Linked DNA regions of Mus musculus: region 1 is linked to region 2. Evidence: chromatin contacts called from public promoter capture Hi-C data. All regions are on one chromosome and are shown on one strand. Each heading gives the region's core, a stretch centred on a gene start, on an enhancer-like site or on the middle of the called end of the contact. The rest is flanking DNA. Distances are from core to core; before and after follow the strand shown. Region 1 has its middle 8.2 kb from the start of Mir30a. Region 2 holds the start of Efhc1 (EF-hand domain (C-terminal) containing 1).

Evidence for each region. Promoter capture Hi-C pulls out the DNA fragments that hold promoters and counts their contacts.
Region 1: a promoter capture Hi-C map of liver shows a contact between it and region 2, with 3 times the contacts expected there. The contact joins the enhancer-like site here to the promoter of Efhc1 in region 2. A contact is called at or near these places in 4 of 39 promoter capture datasets (embryonic stem cells, hippocampal neurons and liver) and 2 of 115 datasets of contacts at active chromatin or transcription factors (astrocytes and embryonic forebrain).

Annotation. Positions count from the first base shown.
Region 1 is chr1:23,262,728-23,265,427 of GRCm38.p6, forward strand. No RefSeq gene overlaps it. Among named protein-coding and RNA genes, the nearest start is that of Mir30a, 8.2 kb to the right of the region's middle. Within about 2 kb of position 1,309, at least 41 of the 459 cell types and tissues checked have an H3K27ac peak or open chromatin away from gene starts, as enhancers often do. A contact at or near this core is called in hippocampal neurons and liver, where this site is marked.
Region 2 is chr1:20,950,295-20,952,994 of GRCm38.p6, forward strand. It overlaps Efhc1 (EF-hand domain (C-terminal) containing 1), which reads left to right and starts at 1,332. Exons shown (of 11, transcript NM_027974.1): 1 at 1,332-1,502. The coding sequence starts at 1,440. All of the region lies in intron 1 of Gm51618 (a long non-coding RNA gene), which reads right to left.

The DNA.
Region 1 (2,700 bases), core at 59-2,558, 2.3 Mb after region 2:
CCTGATACCCATGGAGATTGGAAAAGGGTGTCAAATACCCTGAGACTAGAGTTACAGCCAGTTATAAGTCTCCATGTGGATGATAGGACTAGAACTTGCGGTCTCTGGAAGATTATCACTAACTCTTCAGCCCCCAAATTATTATTTTTAATATTTATGGAAATAACTTTTTTCTAAATTATGATTGAAAAAATAACGTTTTGACCATTTTTAATGATTAATCTTTCAAGTACCATATGTAATTTTTAATGTTTTTACCTTAAAACAGCTATTAAGTAGGAAAATTTAAATTGAAGTTTAAACCAGAATTTTTACTTCCATGAGAAATTTTAGACTTTGCATACATATATGGCCTTCATGCTTAAATGCATTCTGCTGTAAATTTTGAGATATCATTTACGCATTCATATAATTCAAGTAAAGCAAACATCTCTCTTGGCACAAAATTTGATATTTCTTATTAATTTTCTATATTGTCTTTTCTATTCTTCCCTGTCCTCCATTAGAACTGTTCTTTTTATTTTATGATGAACCCTCCTTCAAATGAAAGGTCATTTTCTTTTAGACATTTAACTTCAGACTATCTTATTGTGGGCATAGAGGATATACCGTGAGACACAATATTATTTCAGTAAAACCTAAAGAATACAAGTCAATGCAGTTCATATGCACAATACTCAGACCAAGGATGACATCTCAAACTTTGTACACTCTGGTTTCGGTGCATTTTCATCAATAGCTAGTATTTTAAAATCAGATATAACTATACTTAATTTTAATATAAAGACTGATATCCACAGGAAGCTTTTTTTTAGTTTTAGTCTGTTGAATGGATAATACATTAACAAAAATAAATACTTGCTATTATTCTTTTATTTAATATTCTGTCGTTCAGATCTGGAGATGGCCACAGGTCATTTATTTAACGCATTTATGAGTTTTCACATACTAAATTTTGGCCTAAACACTTCGCAAGTGTCAGTTTATTTAATATTGCCTATGTTTTTCATTTTGCAAATGAGAAAGTTATGATACAAGTATTTATGGCAGTGTCTTTAGTTGGGTAGACCGGCTGTAAGAAAAGTAGGTAACAGTCTTGGTACTAAATATGTGCAGGATCTGGGGAGCTATGGATGTGTTTATTAGGAAAAGATGGGACTCAAGCGTGCCCAGTATAAAGAGCAGCATGTGGTTCTAGAAGCACAAGTCAGATGCTCTCAGGTTGCACCAGCCCACCAGGTGGAGAGGAGGCTCCTGCCCTAGTGCTGAGGAGCCCTCATGTCTCATGTCTTCCTCCTCCTCCAGGCATTTTCGGCTGACTCAGGCAGTTTTGCCCCAGGAGGGTTTTCCTTCTCCCTCACTTGGAAGCCCGGGCTTTGTAAATAATAGGAGAATTTTTTTTTTCTCCCGGGTTTAATTTCAGGCCAGTTTATCCTCCCCTTGCCCTTCATATATTTCTTTGAAAATAGTGCTCAATAGTGTGTTACAATTGTATATAACTATGAGACTGATAGTGAGTAACAGAATTAAAGGGCAAAGCAATCTTTTGTTTGAATTCAGGAGAGAAGATGAGAGCGGTTAAATGTAGAAAATGAGGAGAAAAGAAACATTGTGGAAATGAAGAGATAAATTGGGATTGGGAGGCTGATGGAAACTGAGAGGAGGATTGCTGCTTTGCTTCTCACCCACACCTCCTCCCCACATTCACAGTAACAGGCAATGTCACTGTCTTTTGCCTGACATGCTGAGCCAGGGAGTTGAGACTCGTGGGAGTGGAAATTTTCTTCCTTTTGCATTTTGAGACTTGGGTGTGCTGCTTTAAGATGCCACTGGTATCTCAGTAATGTTTGTTTATACCGGATATTTTCTGGGTAGCCATTGTGGATAGGGCTTATAATACAAACAGTACTGTTAGGAAGACTGCAGAATCTCCGCTGCTATGTTTATCTTACTAGTTAAAAACCTGCTAGCACTTCTGAGCACGTTTAGAAAACTCCAGAGGCAATGTTAAGAATAGCTTTAGTAGAAAGAAAGAAAGAGAGAGAGAGAGAGAGAGAGAGAGAGAGAGAGAGAGAGAGAGAGAGAAAAGAAAGAAAGGAGGAAGGGAGGAAGGAAGGAAGGGAGGAAGGAAATAAATTAAGATTTGGTGTTGACCAACATGCAAGTTTTTCTTTAGACAGTATAAGTTAGGGTTGAGCATTTTTTAAAACAAGTGCAAAGGTAGGGTTTGTTTTTTTAAAAATATTGTTTTCTTAATCATCTAGATAAAAGTGCAGCACTTTCATGTCACAGAATATAAAATTAAGGTGAGAAAGAATTTGGAGGGATTCTAGTCTTATATTTAAATTCCATTTTGGTGACTTATAAAGATCCTTATTCAGATCATGGGTCTCAAAGTATTTCTTCCTGATTTATGATTGTAATAGAACACAGTAATTAAAATTGTGATCATCTCAAAAAAGGCACATTGCTAGTCTTATTTTAAACTTTCTGGTAACTAATTTTACACCTCTCCTTCACTTTTTATCTTATGTGTATAATAGGTAGATTACGCATTCACATTTATGAAAAATAGTCACTTTAAATAACAATGTTGAGGTATATGGTAAAACTATTGATTTGGAGAAAGTAATTTCCAAGTGATTGTTTCCTAGGCATCTGATAGGGTTTGTTCAGATCCCCATATATGAAATAAAGAGA
Region 2 (2,700 bases), core at 82-2,581:
GGCAAGATAACTTTGGTAGCTAGAACCTTCCCAGCCCCAATTAAGCTTGTATAATATTTGAACAAAGTCACTGGAGTGAGCTAGCGGGATGCCAGCCTTTTCCAAGAAGGATGAACCCTCTTGCCCCTTCAGAAAATGAAGGCTTAGCATCTTGGTAAGCTTCTCTATTTACTTCGGCACCTACAGCCAACATCAATCAATGTGTTTATTCATTCCATCAGTTCTGCTCCTCTAGGGAACCCTGACTAATGCAGCTGCCATCTTAACTGGTGGCAGCAAATGACCCATGATACTCTCCCTCAGGCTTACTACTCTACCGTTTCTCTAAATTCCTAGGTCAGAAAACATGTTATAAAGACCAAACTCCTAGGAAATTTGAGACATAATGGAAAAAAATCTCTGGGCATCTTAGCTTCCCTTTTATTTCCCCATGCTGACAGACTCTTGGTTTCTTTCTTTTCCTGATGATCTTTCAGGAATGGGGTCACTTTTTTTTTAAAGGAAAAAAAAAAAGTTGTCCAGAAAATGCTATACTCTGCAGTACACATGACCCTGACAATATTTCACTCCCCTGAATTACTTCTTTCTCATGACTCGGTCTCTCTTTGAAGGTTCTCTCTTCCTCTGTGGTTCTTATGTATCACTGATGCTATAGCTATAAAGCAAGGACTAAGGTAGGCGTAGGCACTCTCCAGCTTTTCAGTCAACAGATACCCAGTAAAGTTCTGAGACCTCAGCACACAATCTATAGGAATCTACGGTGGAACAGATAGCTAAGAGGGGACCAGGAAGCCGTGGAAAGACTGGGGCTTCAAATCGGATCAAGTCTGAGCAACGAAAATGCAGTCGATTATAATCTAATCCACAGCCCTTGCCTCATAATTTGATGAGTCTGAAGTATTTAGCGCTTTCACTGGGGAGCAACCACTGTACATTGTGTCTGGACTAGGACAGCAGCTCTTTCCCCAGAGAAAGGGTGCCTGAGCTCTTGGGAGGACTAACGTGGAGCAAGGAACTTCTTTGTAACAACTGATCTAAAGGGACGTGGTCCAATCCCAGACCTCACTGCGCGAGCCAAGGCCTAAGAACATCCGCTTTCTTCAGCCCACCCCTAGGTTGCATCCTCTGGGAGCCAGGAAGTGGGGGCTGAGGAGAAAGGGAAAAGTATGGGAAAGAAAGGGGGCGGAGCCGCCTCTGCCACACCCATTAGCCACGTCCTGTGGCCACTAGAGTCAGTAGTGCTGTGCGCAGGCGCAGACCTGGCCTCCGCCTCCCTTTCCCCGCCCCCTAACATCCTCCCCTCCTCCCCGCCGCTCCTCCCCTCTCTCGACTAGTGTGTTTGGCGTTACCAGGGAGTCTGGAGAGGCCCGCGAGTGCAGTTTGTTGCCAGGGTAACCCGAGCGGCAAAAGGCAACCGAGGTGGCAGCTGCAGGGCAGCGATGGGGACCAACCCGGTGCACGGCCTGCCCTTTCTCCCGGGCTCGTCCTTTACAGACTCCACGGTGAGGGCCAGCCCGAAGGGTTCTCCACTTGGCTCGCCTCTGCGCTCCTTCATTCCGCAGGCTCCGTCGTCCTCGCGCATCCCAGCCTCTGCCGATTTTGCTTGGCCTCTTGGTAGTCCACTCACCCTCCTGGGTCCTCACCGTGGCCCTGTTCTTTCTTTACTGCCCCATCTACCTGCCTTCTGGCCCGATTACCCCAGGCTGTCTCCAGGCCTCTCCCCAGCTGCACTGTAACCCTACTCAGCGCCTTCATCCTCTCCTACCGTCTCTCCACAGCAGCCTCATTCTGGATTTGTCTCACCGCTTCTGAATCCTCAGGGTCACTGCCCTTCAACCCCTTTCCTCTATGTGTATGCATCTTTTCCACGTACTCCTTTCCTGACGGGTCCCCACCCCAGTCTCTGGCCTTTTGAGTTAAGGGTCACTTTTCTCTCCAGCTACAGCCTTCCCTAGAATTGAATCCCCCACCTCCCGCCGCCCCCACATGCTGGTTTTCTTGTAGTTTTTCTCTGTAAAGCATTCTTCCTCCTCTCCTTGTATTTCTTCCGTCTCAACCATAGGAATGAACCACTTAATGTTTCTCTTTCTGTAGCCCGTGTGTGTGTACTTACACACATGATTCATTTTCAGACTGTGTGTGTGTGTGGGGGGGGAGGTTGTTGTTTTATCTTGTCTGCAGCCTAGGCTGGCCTTGAACCTGAGAACCACCTGCCTCGGCCTGCAGACTGCTTGGATTAAAGACATGCCAACACACAGGGCTCCCGTTCAGATTGCATTTTACTCCTTTGCCCCAACTGTTTATAGTCATCATCTAGATGAAATTAAATATTAAATTAAATAAAGTCCAGGGTGGCGATGCACATTCGTAATCTCAGCTTTCAGGAAGCTGAGGCATACGGGTGGCCAATTTGAGTCTAGCCTGGGCTACATAGCTAGTCACTGTCTCCAAACGACAGCAGATCCAAACCAGACAGAACAGGAGCTTCGTGAAAAGGAAGTGGCTCAGAGGATAAAGCACTTGCTGCTCTCATAAGAGGAGTGGAGTTCAGATCCTTAATACCCAAGCAAGACGCTTAGCTAGACTGACCCTTACCTGATGCAGCCTACCCATGCCAACTTTGGTCTTTCATATGTATTTCCACATACATGCAAACAGGCATGTGCATATACACTCATATCCCCCCACACACACATGCTC